Regions from separate parts of the Pan troglodytes genome. Here region 2 is linked to region 1. A link is a contact called in public HiChIP or PLAC-seq data. All regions are on one chromosome and are shown on one strand. Each heading gives the region's core, a stretch centred on a gene start, on an enhancer-like site or on the middle of the called end of the contact. The rest is flanking DNA. Distances are from core to core; before and after follow the strand shown. Region 1 holds the start of VAPA (VAMP associated protein A). Region 2 holds the start of RAB31 (RAB31, member RAS oncogene family).

Region 1 (3,779 bases), core at 847-3,346:
GACATTTCCTGGCCTAAAACTGGTTGTAAAGGCTTATAAATCCCTAATGGCAATTTACACATAGTTATCCAGTAGAGCAAATGTTCACTGTAAACACAGCCAATCAAAAGATAAAAACGAAATATTAAAAAAAACACACCATATAGATTTACATTAAATTATCTCAAGATAATGGCTGAGTCAGGACTCTTCATAATTCCTCAAAGGTTTTCCCCCAGCTACAACTACGTAAAAATCACACAACTTACATAAACTTGCAATAAAATACATTCACTGAACCTTAAAACCAAATCCTTACCCAACAAGTAGCTCACTTACACTTCTATTCAAAGAAATTTGTAAACGCACTAAAAAGCTTGCAATGTAGTTATGCAATATTAATCTCATAATTCCAGAATATATTTTAAATTCCTAAAACTGAAGTTTTTCCTATGGAAAACAATGTAGTTGGTTTTCTCTTGGACTCAGCCTTACACAACAATAAAGGATTTAATTTTTTCTTTTAGCACTAGAATTGCTATACACCTCACAAAAATTGTTCTCATTCAACAACTGAAATACAAGACATAGACTTCCAAAACGGGACTCACTTTACACTTAACTAAAGATAGGAAGGAACCTACTTTCTATTAGATGTCCACACTCTTTCAGTATTCCTTAAGAACAAAGAAAAAAAATAAAAATCTGTACATTTTAACTCTCTTTCCTAAAGTACACTACACATTGACAAGGAAACGGACCAAAAGCCCCTGGGATTCTTCCAGGATCACCAAGTCAGACTAAAAACTTATCACCGGCAGTACTACAAAAACCTACAAAGTTCCAGAGCTGGGTGACACCTTATCAGCCTTCTCAGGATCTGTCGGAAACCGCAAACGTAAAAGCAAAAAAGTCACACGCACTGAAGGTTTCTCAGCAGAGGAGCTCAACTAAAGGGCTAAATAAAAGCACGCGGGTGGCACACTGAAATGTCGTAGAAGGCAGGAAGCCCCGCTACTATGAACCTACAACTCTCCGTTTGCAGCTGACGCATCGCTCCTGCCCGCACGCACCTGGGTCCGTGCCAACAGCACCGGGCAGCCCTCGCCAGGCACCTCCAAGGACTCTCCACCTCCCCGGCGCGTCCTACACCTGACGGCCGAGTTCTAAACCTGGCGGAAAGGTGACAAGCGACGCCCTCCGCGGAACCCGAGGGCCGGCTGCACCGAGCTCTCCCCGGGCCGGGGCAGGGGCCGGGGGGGCGGCTCTCACTCCCAAGGGGTCCCGCGCCGCGCCCTAGCCTCCCCGCGCCGCTGACAGCCGGGAGCGGGCGACAGACGCAGCTTGCGCCACCTCCAGAGCCCACTCCCCGCCGCAGCCCAGAGCGCACGCCCTCGGGTGCCCAGCCGCCCACGCCCCGCCGAAGCACGCCGTCGGCCTCTGGGGCCAAGGACGCGGGCCCAGGCGGACCGCGGCGCGGGCGGGACCGGACGCCCAGGAGGCGCCCCCGCGGGACCGCAAGATGGCGGCGGCGGCGGCGCCAGGGCCGGGCTCCCCTCCGCCTCGCCCCGGCCGGCGCGCGCACCGCAGCGCGGGCGGGCGGGAGGGGATGAAGCGGGCCGGAGCAAGGGGCAGGCCGGCCGAGGTGGCGGCAAGAAAGCAGCCGGGAAAGGGAAGGCGCCGGGGCGTGGGGGAGGGGGCGCTCCCTTGGGCCAGGGACGCCGACGTGCCCTCCGCGCCCCCCGCCGCCAGCCAGCCGTCCGCGCGCCCCACCCCACCCGGGGGTGTCCCCGTTCTGCCTACCTTTGAATTTGAGGTCTGTGGGCGGATCGAGGACCAGGATCTGCTCGTGCTTCGCCATGGCCCCTGAGGCGGACGCCATCGGAGAGACAGCGCAGAGCGGGGGCGCGCCCGCGGCGGCGGTTTGCTGACTGGGGGCGGGGGACGACGGCGGCGACGGCTCGGCCGAGCTCTAGGACGAGGCCAGGCTCGCGGCTCCCGAGCCCTAACGCCTGCCGCTGTGTCACCGGTTCGGTGGGCCACCCGCTGGGTCAGCAGCTCCGGGCCCCACAACTGACTCAACCCCACACCAGCCGCCACGGCCACGCGCACTGCGATCCTCGGCGACCCACGTGACGGCCTCTGCGTGCCTACGTGCGCGCCCCCGGCCGGGAGCTCCTAGCGCTTGTCCCGCCCTCCAGGCCTGCCTAGCGCGGCGCGGGGCTGCTGCGCCTGCGCGCTCGCGGCTTGCCGCGGCCCGGAGCGCAGCCCAGCTGTCAAGGGAACGGGTGTGGAAGGAGGCGGGGCAAAGGTCCACGGGACCGACGCGATGCGCAGCGCAGGGCTGGAAGCGCAGTCCTCTGTCACCTTGAGCTCCGAGTACGGAACTAGAGAAACTGCTCTGGCAGCGCATCACACTCTTCCAAGTGGGAATGCCCAGTGGAAGGGACAAGTAGTAGTAGGGAAGCGCCCACTCACTACAACTCCCGGCATGCCCCCTGCGGGGCGGGGCCTTCGCCGAGGGCCTGGCCCTTTGCGGCCCTGCGCGGTGCTTGCTGGGAACTGTAGTAACGGCTGTTTGTGGGTGGAAAGGAGAGCTAGGTCTGTTGGAGGCGAATGGGGTGGGGTTCGCGGACGCTAATTTTGGCTCTCAGAGCGCGTCTAGTTTGCGCTAAAAAAGAAAAAACTTGAAGACTGAAACGAGGCCCCAATGTTAGAAATATATTAATAAAATCTGCCCTGTGGAGAACAGGCGTGGGGGGATGTGTCCGTTTGCTCTAATTCTATCCAATCCTCTGTTGGCAGGGCTGCATTCCCCGTGGTATCCAATTCAGCCTCTCCTGCTTCCTGAGTTCTCTGCAGTGATGCAAAATCAGATAAGGAAACGCACCTCGTCTAGGAAGCAAGGGGAAATATGACAAAGCACACAGAAACTAGAAATAAAAGTCAAAAATCTACACCATCGAACCCAAATAATCTTCTTCAGTTTTAATGATGGACCCAAACCAAAACAGTTCTCACGTTCACATGTTAGAAACTAACTCCATCTGCATCACTTACGATAGGCTGTAGTAAACTGAACCAAATAAGAAAAATCCCAGCAGCAAACTTGCTGACAAAACTTTAGCCGATTGCCAGGGTAGTCCGGTACAGGAACGTCAAATGAAACCAATGTGCTGTAAATAAACCTTTATTGTATTTTGTGATACGGTTTGAATTTAAATCCCTAGGTAGCGCCACGAAACAAAAGACATATTGATGCTACTGCCATGGAGCAGCACAGTTTGTCTAGAAAATAAACGAGACGAAACAGTAGTCTAGAAGTAGGCACCAAATCCAAGTTTTCATGTGCGATCCAGGTATCAGGGTCCATCCAGGAACAGCCTGCTGGAATTGCTAGCCTGGCATTCACAGAAGATTGTGCCACCCAGGAGGAATGTGTTTTCAGCCCTGAAATTCCTGGGAGTGAGAGGTGAAGCCAGCTGGATTTCTGGGTTGGGTGGGGACTTGGAGAACTTTTCTTACAAGAGGATTGTAAAATGCACCAATCAGCACTCTGTAGCTAGCTAGAGTTTTGTAAAATGCACCAATCAGTGCTCTGTAAAAATGCACCTATCAGCACTCTGTAGGTAGCTAGAGGTTTGTAAAATGGACCAATCAGCACTCTGTAAAATGGACCAATCAGCAGGGCATGGGCAGGGACAAATAAGCCAATAAAAACTGGCCACCCCAGCCTGCAGGGGCAGCCTGCTTGGGTCCTTTTCCACATTGTGGAAGCTTTGTTCTTTTGCTCTTCACAA
Region 2 (3,407 bases), core at 796-3,295, 210 kb after region 1:
TGCCTTAAGGGGGAACATGTTATTATGCCCATTTCATAGATGAGGCCACTGAGTTGCTTTGCTAAAACGACACAGCTCTTTGGTGGGAAAGAACGAGAGCCTAGGTTTCCTGCCTCTTGACACAGGGTTCTTGCCACCTGATCAGTGTCCTGGTAGGAGGATATAGAGACCTGTCCCTAAACACCGAAATTGAAAATAAGGGGTCCTGTGACAGGGCAGGGTTTGGACCACCTCAGTAAAAGTCAAGAGAAAAGAGTTTAAGAAAAAAAGGCAAAAATATGTCCTATTTCACCTTTCCCAAGGCCAGTCCTGACAAACACGGCACATCAAGGCTGCCTCTTCATTCCTTGGAACACGACATTCCTTCTAAGTCTCTGAAGGCCTTTCCTGAGGCTGAAATGGCCCCTCAATAGGGAAGCATGGGATTCCTGGAATTTATGTCTGGAAATATTAGAGGGCCTGGGGAACAGGAAAACCCACTCCTGCCACACAAAAAGGTCAACAGAGAAAGACCAGACTAGATCCTGGCTGTGGCTCAGCAAGTCGGGGGAGGTGGGGATCTGTGCGGATCTGTGCCAGGGGCTACCAGGGAGGGCAGGGCCTTCCCAGATCCTCTGGAATTCTAAGCCAACCGGACAATCGAGTTAGGGTAAGGGATGGTTTTGGAAGAGGCCGGTGATGGGAGCCGATGATGGGAGCCTGCCGGAGGTTCCACAAGAGCCTAGAGGAAGCCTAGAGACGCTGGCACAATTCAGTCCTCACCGAAATCATTTCCTCTTTCTACAGTTCTTGTACCCCCATCTTGACAGATCAGTTCGCACAAGAATGCGACCCTTTCGCTGCCCTTTTTTAGGAAATGGTTTTCATGAGACCAGCTTTGAATGACACGGGCGGGTACACCAGATGCTAATGGCTGCTGAAAACGCCCTTAGAACCGGCTCTTCTTTTAGAAGAAGGAATTCTGGAATGCGGAGTGGGCCCCCGAAAGGAAGCGACCCTACGTTTATCTGAATTCCCAGGGGCGGTTCGCCAGCGGCTCCCTGCGTCCTCGCCGGGTCCCCTGTCTGCAGTCCCCGGGCCGCACGGATTGACTGCTTCTTTGTTTCTGGCTGCTTTAAGGCTTCTTCGGGCGGAGAAAACCCCACTTTAGGGGAGTGATGGTGGGGAGGACTTTCCCAGGCAGCTTCTTTCACCCGCAGCAGGGAAGTTTGCAGGGCGCGCTCCGCACAGGTCACTGCCTCACCTTCCACCCCGGCCGCGCCCTCGGCTTTCACCCCCTTGGCTGGGTTCGCTTTTGGTTTTATTTTTCTGTTTTACGTGAATAAATCAATTGCCCCCAGGAGGCAAAAGAGCACTCAGCGACTTGGCTGAGCAACTTAAACTTTCTGCCGGAAGGAAACTATCAAAAGCGGAGGAGAAAGCCCTCGGGGCCCCAGACTCGCCGCCACTGCCCCGTCCCCGCTGGGGGTCCCCGCGAGGTCGCCGCGGATCCGGGGACTCGCGGGCCGGGAGGAAAGAGCGGAGTAAGCCCGGGGCAGGCTCGGACCCGGACCCCGGCAGGGTGAGAGCGGGGGCGGACCAGAGGGGCGCACGGACGGCGGGGAGGCGGAGAACAGGCGGGGTGCGGAGAGCGAGGGGCGCGGAGAGCGAGGGGCGCACGGACTAGGGGAGCCAGGGGGACCCGGGGAACCAGGGGGCGCGCGGACGAGGGGGACGGGGGCTACGAGAGGGGTGCGGAGAGCGAGGGGATCACGGGGACTGAGCGCGCAGGGAATAGGGGAGCGAAGGGGCGCGAGAGCGCGGGCCGGGGTCCGCCGGCGGGTGGCGGCCAGGACTCACCCCGAGAAGGCACACTTTGAGCTCCCGTATCGCCATCATGTGCTCGCAGCCAGGCAGTGCCGGGGCTCAGCAGCATCCTCCGGGGCCGCCGCGCCCGCGCCCCGCCGGCGTCTCTCGCCTCTGCCCCTCGCTCGCGCCGCCCGCGGGCGGAACCGCCGCCGCTGCTATTTCTGGGCCGCCGGCCCCGCCGCGGTGGGTCACGTGGCCGCCGGCCGGCTCCTCCCGGGCGCGTCGGGTCCAGCCTCGCCGGCCCCCAGCTCCCAGGAACGCCCCCGGACGGCGTCAGCCACCCGGGACCTGCGGCGTCGCCTGCGGATTGCCTCCGCCCTCGGACCAGCCCCGCGCGGGTCGGCCTCCCCCAGCGCCCTCCGGCATCCGCCCCTCCCGGCCCCGCCTGGCCGCAGGGCCTGGGTGGGTAGGAAGGACTGGACCGGCCCTGTGGAGACCTGGCCCCACTACCAGCGGGTCCCTGAAGATGCCATTCTCATCTGGAAAGCGAATGCTCTCGGCCGAGGCCGTTTGCGTGGCAGCGCGTGGAGGTCTGCGGGTGGTCCCATCCTCAAGCGACATTCTGGGTCCCACGCAGAAAAAGTCAGGCCACTGAAGGGGCCGCTGTGAGGACAGGGGTGAGGAGAAGGGGGCTAACTTTTCGGCCTGCCTTTCTCGACGTTCCTAATACCCGAGCTTCCGTTTAACATATGTGTGGCTCTTCAGCTCAGCCAAGTTCATTTTTCTGTATGCAGCTGAAAATGATTCTAGAAGCAAAACTCGCTGTCCGTGTCTGAAACAGGAAACTTGCTTTCTGGAGCAAAACTCTTTTTCTCAGTAGAGCAAATCCTGCAACTTGTGTGGGCAGAAACCCAGTCCTCAGAAGTACAGGTAGAAACGTGGAGATCCCAGCAGACCCCTGCATCGTTCCTAACTGGGAAATGAGCAGAGTCCGTGGCCGCACACAGTCGGGGAGGCTTGGGTAACTGTGTTCTCTTCTCCATGTATGGCCTAGAGCACCTCATCCACTCAGATGACTTCATTCGTTGCTGCTACAGAAATGTCAGCCTTTTCAATGTAATCTGTCTGAACAATTCACTGGCATTTCAGATGGGAAATGTTTTTTTAAAAACTGATTTTTTGAAACTTCATCTCCTATCCCAAACTCTCAGGCCTCTCTCCTAACCTTCCCATTTTAATCAATGGCATTTCCATTCTCCTAGCAGACCTCCCACCGTGATCATCTGGCTTTGTTCCTACGGAAGCCAGGTTGAAGCTACCCAGTACCCAAGTAGCCCCATCCAATGGGAAATTCCAAATCAAGGCCTCCAAAGAGATAAGTCCTGGAATACTGGAGTCAAAATGGGCCCCGAAACAGACAATTCACAATTAAATTCCCCAGAAGAGCAAGAAGTTTGCCCTGGAGGTGCAGGCTTGTGGAGATTACTCAAATGGACTAAACTGTACAAAAGGCAGCCATGAACAAGTTACAGGTCCATTGTATCAGTATCCGTCCTTGACTTTGTATCCAAAGCAGAGTCTTCTATGTGGGCAGGGTAAAAAGAGGCTTGCCCAGAATC

What was found. HiChIP or PLAC-seq counts read pairs in DNA pulled down with a chosen protein or histone mark.
Region 2: a contact with region 1 is called in an H3K4me3 HiChIP or PLAC-seq map of stem cell-derived excitatory neurons, with 2.3 times the contacts expected there. The contact joins the promoter of RAB31 here to the promoter of VAPA in region 1. A contact is called at or near these places in 2 of 7 Hi-C or Micro-C datasets (blood and stem cell-derived neural progenitor cells) and 1 of 1 datasets of contacts at active chromatin or transcription factors (stem cell-derived excitatory neurons).

What each region holds. Positions count from the first base shown.
Region 1 is chr17:20,981,956-20,985,734 of NHGRI_mPanTro3-v2.0_pri, forward strand. VAPA (VAMP associated protein A) reads right to left here and starts at 2,097. Exons shown (of 7, transcript NM_001280235.1): 1 at 1,783-2,097. The coding sequence starts at 1,840. It overlaps LOC129137842 (a long non-coding RNA gene), which reads left to right and starts at 2,234. Exons shown (of 2, transcript XR_010152020.1): 1 at 2,234-2,358; 2 at 2,785-3,185.
Region 2 is chr17:21,187,287-21,190,693 of NHGRI_mPanTro3-v2.0_pri, forward strand. It overlaps RAB31 (RAB31, member RAS oncogene family), which reads right to left and starts at 2,046. Exons shown (of 7, transcript XM_523865.7): 1 at 1,840-2,046. The coding sequence starts at 1,878.